2 separate regions of the Ovis aries genome follow, and region 2 is linked to region 1. Evidence: chromatin contacts called from public Hi-C data. All regions are on one chromosome and are shown on one strand. The core of a region is the stretch at or near the end of the contact, and the rest is flanking DNA. Distances in the headings are between cores, read along the strand shown.

Region 1 (4,336 bases), core at 1,089-3,588:
GGAATTAAGTACTTATGTGCACTGAATGGAAATGAGCATTTTAAGGTATAAAGCTTTATTTAACCTCTAATTCTTTTATGATTTGTATTCATGTATATCTATCCATTTTATTTTGGCTACCAATAAATGTTAATATTTATCTGACCCATTTGCCTGTATTACAGTCTGTAAAGCTGGAATGAATTCACACTACTCTCTTCTCAGCTTCATAATTTATTGCTAATATAATTCAAAGTGATTTAATCTACTTCTATCTCAAGACCTTCCTAAATTAACTCTGCCCTTTTGAAACACTTAAATTTCAGTTGCATAGAGTGTATTCATCACTTCCTATATAAGAAATATTTAATTTGCTTTCATCATGTTTTAAAAATACTATAATTTTTTTTTTTGCTATTACCAGGAAGCTCTACAGATTATTTGCACAGAGAAAGCTGCGTTTCATTTGATTGTTAGCTTGTGCTTTGTTTATTTTTGTTTTGCTAAATTCAGTGAAAATCAAAGTCAAGAGTAATTATTTTGAATATTGGTCTAAATTTTACTACTACATAAATTCTAAGGTGAATTCCTTCGAATATAATAGAAGTATGGGCTCACTCCCTTCAATAAATGATCCTGCACTAGTTAGGGTACTTTTGAGGGAAAAAGAATGGGACTGAGATAGATGCCACTGCTTCTTTAAAAAATTTACAAATGTAAGAAATGAAAGCATCTCCTACAGCTGTTCTGTGAATGATGCTTCTCTTCTAAAAGCAGTAAGAGTTTAAATTAGAGTTTCATGCAAGAAGTCATTTAACCCTTAATTGACTTTGCTTCTTGCAAACACACATTTGCAAAACCAGCTGGGAACAGTTAAGGTCAAAATAAAAAGACTGTGGTGAACAGCTGAGGGCTCCTTATCTGAGCGATTAAGGAACAGTTTGACTTCAGAGATCCTATAAGGAAAATGCTCCAAGTGACAAGTTCAAATAGAGAAGGAGAGACATTTCAGATTATAAATACTCCATGACTCAATGATTCATTGCAGCATGGAAAGGATTTCTTTTTGCACAAGAGTACTGGGCTGGGGTCCACTTATTACAAAACACATGCTCACTGGAGCTTAAAAAACAGCTTCTATTTCATTCCTTTCAAGAAAGCACAGCCTCTAAAAGGATTACTTGAGTTATCTGTATACTAATATTGCTCTGAAGCTGCTGAATATGTTTATAAAACTTTACAATATGCAGACCTAACTCAGTCAATGAGACAATGCTTTGTCATATTATAACAAACATGATTGTTTGAAAACACCCCAATAATTATAGGTGAAGGGCATCCATATAGCTATAACCTATGCTTTAAAAAAAAAAAAGAAAAAAAGTGAATTTAGGATGGATTTTGGTTTTATAAACTTTTGTGAGCATTTTTGCTTTGCTTTACAGACAAGTTTATTTGGAAGATCTTTAAATAATAATATAAACATGTTGCCAAGTTCTGTTTTCAAATATGTTGCAGCTGACATTTAGGAGGAAATATTTTTACTGTATTGTGTATTAGACATCATACAAGTGTCAGGAAGTTCTTTGGCAGGTATAATACACTCTGATTTAACTGTCTGGACTAATTTTCCTGTGTGCAGACCATCCAGTGGAATAAGTGAAACTTCGATCTCTGAAAGTGAAAACAAAAACCAGGAGAATGTCCCCCATGAAGGGTACGTGGAAAGTACCACCCTACAGATTCGACCAGCCACAAAGAGCCAGTACAGAGAGTTCTACATGGTCCCTGTCAAGAGTGGAGCTCCCCTAGCTGAGGAGCAAGCGAGTGGTGCTGGTTTGTCTGGGAGCATAAAAGAAGAAACAGGCCTGGCCCCTCACACGTCTGACTCTGAAAGTGGACGCTCACCAGAGGAGATTATCTTCAGTGAGAAGGCAGAAGCGGGGCGGCCAGGCACTGTGGTTGAGCTGCAACTGTCCCTGTCACAAGAGAGACACAAGGGCACGAGCGCCGCCGTAGTGGCTCTCCTGGGAGCAGAAAAATCTAAGTCTCCTGACCCAGAGCCTAATTTACAGCATGACGGGATTGTCCACATAAATTCTGCCCCCACTATCGAGAAGGAGGACCCTCCTCTGAGGTCCAGCAAGACAATCCAGATCTCCAGTGGCCAGGGGCTGAGAGTGATCCAGGGAAATGAAGCGGCAGACACGGGGCTGCCCCGCGTGGAAGTGATCTTCGACTGCTCTGACAGGCAGAAGACGGAAGGGTGCAGGCTTCAGGCAGCAAAGGGGTGTGTGGATTCTCCAGTGGAAGGAGGGCAGTCAGAAGCACCTCCTTCTCTGGTATCCTTTGCAGTCTCATCAGAAGGCGCAGAGCAGGGAGAAGATCCACGCTCAGAAAGGGATCACAGCAGACCTCACAAGCACAGAGCGCGCCACGCACGTAAGTCCTGCCCTGGGAGCACTGCTGGGCAGCTGGAAGGGGCTTGGGAGCTTAGGGCGCTTTGCTGCTGGTTCGCCTGCCTGGATTTTTTCTTTTTAAGGTTTTTCTTATGTCTTTCATTGGCTTTTTTTTTTTTTTTTTAACTAATGCACAAAATAACAAACATGAAATTGTAGAAAACACCAATTTCTGAACTGGAAGTAATAAGTTTTAACTTTGTAGTAGATTTGAATGTTTTTAATGCACTTTCTTTTCTTCCCAAAGACATGGGGACTGTTAAAGAAAATACTAAAGTTAATGTGCCTTTTTTGATTTGTCTCATATTCCATGTTAAAATAGCATTTGAGAGTCTTTGCAGTCACGTGGATGCGGAGTTTAAATGTCAAAAACGGTTGAGTTTGCTGCGGAGAGGTGTCTTTAAAACACAGGCTCAACCACTGATATTAAAAGCAGATCCTCGTTTTGAAAAAAAATCATTGTGCAGCATGATGATGCTTGCAGAAGGGAGTTTGATGGACAAGGACATGTGCAAGACTGAGCAGTTACATGATCCTCTCCGTTTTGTTAAGTCTTCACTAGACTGCAAAGCATCTCATCTACCTTCTAGACACAGAAGTCAATCCCCAAGGCCATGTGAAGTCATTTAAATGTCTCCCAACTCAAGATATATTTTAAAATCAAGGCCTTTTATGGTGTTTTATTTTACCCAGGAGAGTGATTACAGAAAGGCGGATGAAGATAGGAATGGCAGTTAGGTTTTATGATTTCTATAATTTTCTCTCATGAACTTTTTAAAAACAAATTTGGAATTTCCTTTAGGCATTTGAGGAGGTAAAGATTGACTATCAAAGGCACTTGAATGTATGAGTGATACACAACAGTAATAATCTTGGTTATTCAAAGTAGTATATTAATTCTCCTTACTGTTATTCCTTTTAAAGCATATTTTTAGCGTAACCATGTGTAGCTGAATTGACAAGTGCTGTTAATCATTCCTTATACTTTAAGCATCTGTATGCATCTTCACATTTATAGCATATTAAACAAGTATAGTAAGGCAGCACTCACATACTTTACATGTTGGCAGTGAAGTTAGCAACAACTGTGCAACTGTGACTGTCAATTTAATAGTAAGTTGTATAACACTAGTCAAAAAAGGAATTACATTTAGGGATGACCATGCTTTTTACTGTTTTCTCTAAGTAAAATTTGATTACCAGTGAATATCTGTAATTTTGTTGTAAAACTATTTTGAGTCTATTTTATTTTTTTAAAATTAACCATTAAGTCTGATTTTTTTCCCCAGTCACAGAGGTAATTTTCAATCAAAAAAAATTTTTTTTTAATGTCAAATTTTTACTTAACTCTTTTGAGGAATTCAAAAATTATCTGTGAATTATCATGCTTATTTTTATCATTGATAGTGCTATAAGTTAACTTGCCACCAATTTATTTTTTATAACAATATTAATATTAAAATTTTAAATATAAATTTTTGTTTTTCTAAAACTGTCAGGTTCTCATTATACATGACTTGATTTCTGTATCATTTCTACCCACAGCTATAAAGGTTGCTAGTAATATAATTTAAAATTTCCCCAAGATTTACACTTATTCTTGCTGTAACTAAAGTAGAATTATATTTCCAAGAGAGAGATGCATTTATGAACAACTTTATCTAGACAACTTTGTAGCTAAAGTTTCTTATAGTCACAATAACTTTATACTCTGAATTATTGTTAATTATTGATTCAGTACCTTCAATTATTATTCATTACCTTTTAAAATTTATTTTTACTTAGTAGCTATGAATGCAAAGACTTTGGGGGAATGGCAAACTAAAAAAAAAGAAAACCTAAATATTTAAACTCATTATATTAAAAGATTTAAGTAAACAATATTTTCTTATTTCTCC
Region 2 (4,336 bases), core at 1,200-3,699, 290 kb before region 1:
TGGCAGGAACTGTGGAAGCTGCCGTAAGGACAGCTAGGACAGGGCCTACCTGGTGGCCCAGTGGTTAAGAATCCACCTGCCAGGGCAGGGAACCCGGGCTCAATCCCTGGTCTGGGAAGATCCCACATGCTACAAAGCAACTAAACCCGAGTGCCGCAACTACTGAAGCTCACGGCTCTGTGAGCTGGGCTCTGCAACAGAGGCTGGGCTCACAGAGGCTGGGCTCTGCAACAGAGGCTGGGCTCACAGAGGCTGGGCTCTGCAACAGAGGCTGGGCTCACAGAGACTGGGCTCTGCAACAGAGGCTGGGCTCTGCAACGGAGGCTGGGCTCACAGAGGCTGGGCTCTGCAACAGAGGCTGGGCTCTGCAACAGAGGCTGGGCTCACAGAGGCTGGGCTCTGCAACGGAGGCTGGGCTCACAGAGGCTGGGCTCTGCAACGGAGGCTGGGCTCACAGAGGCTGGGCTCTGCAACAGAGGCTGGGCTCACAGAGGCTGGGCTCTGCAACAGAGAAGCCAGCATAGGGAGGCGCCCTCACATCCCATCTGGGGAGTGGCGCCCACTCGCTGCAACTAGAGAACACCCTGGGAGCAACGACGACTCAGCGCAGCCAGAAATCAAGCCATCAAATTCAAAAAAGCTAATATATTAAAAAAAAAAAACAGGGAGGACAGATTCTTGTTCCCAATGATATCAGAATCTAGGAAGAGGGAAAAGATAGGAAGATTTAAATTCTATGGGGATAACTGCTAAAACAGATACCCGGACCAAATTATGTGGAAGACAAATCAGAACATTTAGTAAATAACAACCACGATGAAGTCAGAGAAAGTCAGATGAAGTCAGAGAGACATTCACATAAAATAAAATTTCAGCCAGAGATTAGAGAATAAGTAGGAATTTGGTGGGTGGGATATGCAGAGCTGTAACAAGAGGATGAAAACGCAGTCAAAGTCAAAAGAACATCTTAGATACAAGCATGGAGTTGAGCAGAGGCGTGATCCTTTCAGGGTATGGGAGCCAGAGTTTTGTACAATTGAAGATGCAGCTGAGGTGGGAGCTAATGGTCTTATAAGGAAACAAACTTTTGAATTTAATTTTTTAGATTGAGGCAGTAGGAGGAGTCTCACAGTTACATTTTAAAGCAAGGAAGCCAGAGGACAGGATCCCGGGCTGCTGAAATAACCTAAGGGCGATTCTGAGAGCCTAACGTACAGTGGTGCCAGAGGGAGTGGAGAAGAGAGCCAGAGAAACACGCCAATAGCCTTGCCGACCATACTGGCTGACCTTCAGCCTGAGAAGGGAGATTCTTTGCGGATGACTGACAAAACAAATAGGGCAGAGGTGCTGTAGGGAACTGCTGCATTAAGAACTAGCATATTCTCTCTTAAAGGGACATAAAAATGAAATCATTATTTTTTTCTTCCTGTCATTGCAGCGGATGGTCTGGCTGTTTAATCACATTAACAGCCTAGACGGCTTGATCTGTGTCTTAGGGATTTCTACTTCCCCATGGCACCACTCAAATGCTTTGGTTGTGAATTAAGAGTCAGTTCATTAAACATGAAAGTTATTCACTTGTATCTGATATCCATATATAAACACTGTTAGTCCTGGGAGTACTTACCCTGCAGTAATCCAAAGTAGCAACATATTCATACGATCCTAGAGATAACTCTGGCTTCTCATAGTGGTCCAGTCTTCTCCCGATGTGGTCCAGATGTTGGAAATAGAATGGTGGAACTAATAAAAACAAAATAGGAAAGGGAATCTTTTGTTTTTACAACACAGACAATTTAGTAAGTTCTCAAAGTTTATTATGGGAGGAAAGGAGTTAGTATGAGGGGAAAAAAGCATTTTAAAGCTGGAATGTAGCATATTCTAAAAATCCACTAGTCCTTCTTTCCAGTCTTGGAAAGAATGAGGGTTTTCCAAAATATCTTCCTGACCCTTCTGCCAGTTACTGATGACAAAGAACATTAATGGTCTGGATCATTACAGAGAAGCAGCAGATAAAAGCACCGGAGTTTTTAAATCATCACAACCAAAAGTTAACTCTCCCTATTTAATTACCTTTTCTCAAAGGAATTCTAACTTTTCAAACTATTAAAATTTTCAATACCCCAGCAAATATACATTGGTTATTTGGACTATACTATTAGCTCTAATGTTTATTATCTTTTAATCAGAGATGTCTTCAGCCATGGGGAGTTTGCACGGTAATCTTTAATGTCTGGGCTTCAGAGTGGAGACGATTACTGTATTAGGGAAAGACTACACCATGAGATCTCAGCTCAGGAACTCTTAATTTGATTCAAATGTCTAAGAAGGTTAGTTCTGGCAAAGGCCTGGAAGTCATCCAATAGGACAGGAACACTTATGACTCACACACTGAACTCTTGGACAAATAAGGCCTGGTATCTCTGTGCAAACTCTACTGCCTTGAGAAGAACGGGGCTGACTATTAAGCGACTGACAACAGGGGTGCTTAGAATAACTAGCTGTGCTCTGGTTTTAAGCATTTCATAAAGAACAACATTTTCCTTTGTAAAACCGTGTAACTAATGACTTGTTTTAAAACCAATAACTCAGTATTGTTTATTTTTAGTTATGAATTTAGCACAGGGGTTGGGCTTCCCTGGTGGCTCAGCTGGTAAGGAATCCGACTGCAATGTGGGAGACCTGGGTTCGATCCCTGGGTTGGAAAGATCCCTTGGAGAAGGGAAAGGCTACCCACTCCAGTATTCTGGCCTGGAGAACTCCATGGACTGTATAGTCCATGAGGTCACAAAGAATCAGACACGACTGAGTGACTTTCACTATCACTAGCACATGGGTTACAAGAGGACTGTTTTCTTAGTTTGGACCTAAGAAAATAGTCACTAAGGCTTGCTTTTTTTTTTTTTTTTCTATTTTCTTACTAAATTGTGGCCATTTCTTTTTAAACAAGTTTTATAAGATTCACTTGTACATAGGGATCTCTGAACTTGGAATATTCAGTGTTCTGAAAAGATTGTGGCAGTGGGAAGCTGATAGTCTCAGCTGAGCTAAGAAGGCTATGACGGCCTTAAACTGCTCTCCTGTTATGTTTAGCACGCTCAGTTACTTAGTCGTGTCCAACTCATCTGAAACCCGACTGCAGCCTGTCAGGTTCCTCTATCCATGGAATTTTCCAGGCAAGAATAGATGAGATGGATAATACTACACCAGCTGTTCCAGGATGTATGAGTGGTACTTTCTACACACTTTCTAGAATTTATTTTTATTCACACATCTACATGTAACTGGTGAAAAAAAAATTCCCCTTAAAATCAATTAGCTTTACATTTGTTAGCATTTAATATTACCTGCCATGTTTTATAAACCAGATTCAAGTCCTCCCATAAACTACATGCGGCCACGTGACACTTGTCTTCCTGCGTTTTTGGCCTCAAGTTCTTCCGACTGAGAGAGGATCCCTGACATTTTGAAGGAAAACAGAGCGAACCCATTTGACAATGCCAGCAAGGTTCTAACAAGCCTTGCCTTCTCTAAACCTAAATGAAGAATGCAGCTACCAGTGTGTCTCTAAGGGGGTCTGGCTTTCTTGCAGGAACAAATATTGGAATCTAGTATTTTTGCTGACAAAGGTCCATATAGCCAAAGCTACGGTTTTTCCAGTAGTTATGTATGGATGTGAGAGTTGGACCATAAAGAAAGCTGAGTGCCAAAGAATTTATGCTTTTGAACTGTGGTGTTGAAGAAGACTCCTGAGAATCCCTTGGACAGCAAGCAGATGAAACCAGTCAGTCCTAAAGGAAATCAACCCTGAGTATTCATTGGAAGGACTGATGCTTAAGCTCTAATACTGTGGCTACCTAATGTGAAAAAGAGACTCACTGGAAAAGACCCTCATGCTGGGAAAGACTGAAGGCAATAGAAGGGGGTGACAGAGGATGAGATGGTTGGATGGCATCACTGACTCAGTGGACATAAGTCTGAGCAAACTCAAGGAGACAGTGAAGGACAGGGAAGCCTGGCGTGCTGCAGTCCATAGGATCGCAGAGTCAGACACAACTTAGCAACTGAACAACAACAATATGAACAACCCTATTAGCAAATGAACACAGCAGCTTCCTAGGAGTGGACACCTGAGGCATTCCCTTGGGTGTTTTTACTCTACCAGGAAGCGGCAGGGCCTTTTAAGGCTTCGCATGGACACTTTGGGCATGAGGCCAGAGAAAACAAAGATCCTAGATGCTCTTTGCGGATGGGTCCTGGATGGATCTCTGATCACCTTGCGAAGAAAGTTGCGGGCTTGAGTGAACACGCTGGGACTTGGTGGAGGCGTGGCAAA

The links. Hi-C and Micro-C count contacts between places; a contact is called where the count stands out from the background.
Region 2: a contact with region 1 is called in a Hi-C map of tail adipose tissue, with 4 times the contacts expected there. The contact joins two enhancer-like sites. A contact is called at or near these places in 2 of 16 Hi-C or Micro-C datasets (muscle and tail adipose tissue).

What each region holds. Positions count from the first base shown.
Region 1 is chr6:6,651,968-6,656,303 of ARS-UI_Ramb_v3.0, reverse strand. It overlaps SYNPO2 (synaptopodin 2), which reads left to right. Exons shown (of 5, transcript XM_012179415.4): 3 at 1,622-2,421. Among named protein-coding and RNA genes, the nearest start is that of MYOZ2, 130 kb to the right of the region's middle. Within about 2 kb of position 2,338, at least 13 of the 54 cell types and tissues checked have an H3K27ac peak or open chromatin away from gene starts, as enhancers often do. A contact at or near this core is called in muscle and tail adipose tissue, where this site is marked.
Region 2 is chr6:6,945,699-6,950,034 of ARS-UI_Ramb_v3.0, reverse strand. SEC24D (SEC24 homolog D, COPII coat complex component) reads right to left here. Exons shown (of 22, transcript XM_060416693.1): 10 at 1,628-1,743. Among named protein-coding and RNA genes, the nearest start is that of SEC24D, 73 kb to the right of the region's middle. Within about 2 kb of position 2,449, at least 26 of the 54 cell types and tissues checked have an H3K27ac peak or open chromatin away from gene starts, as enhancers often do. A contact at or near this core is called in muscle and tail adipose tissue, where this site is marked.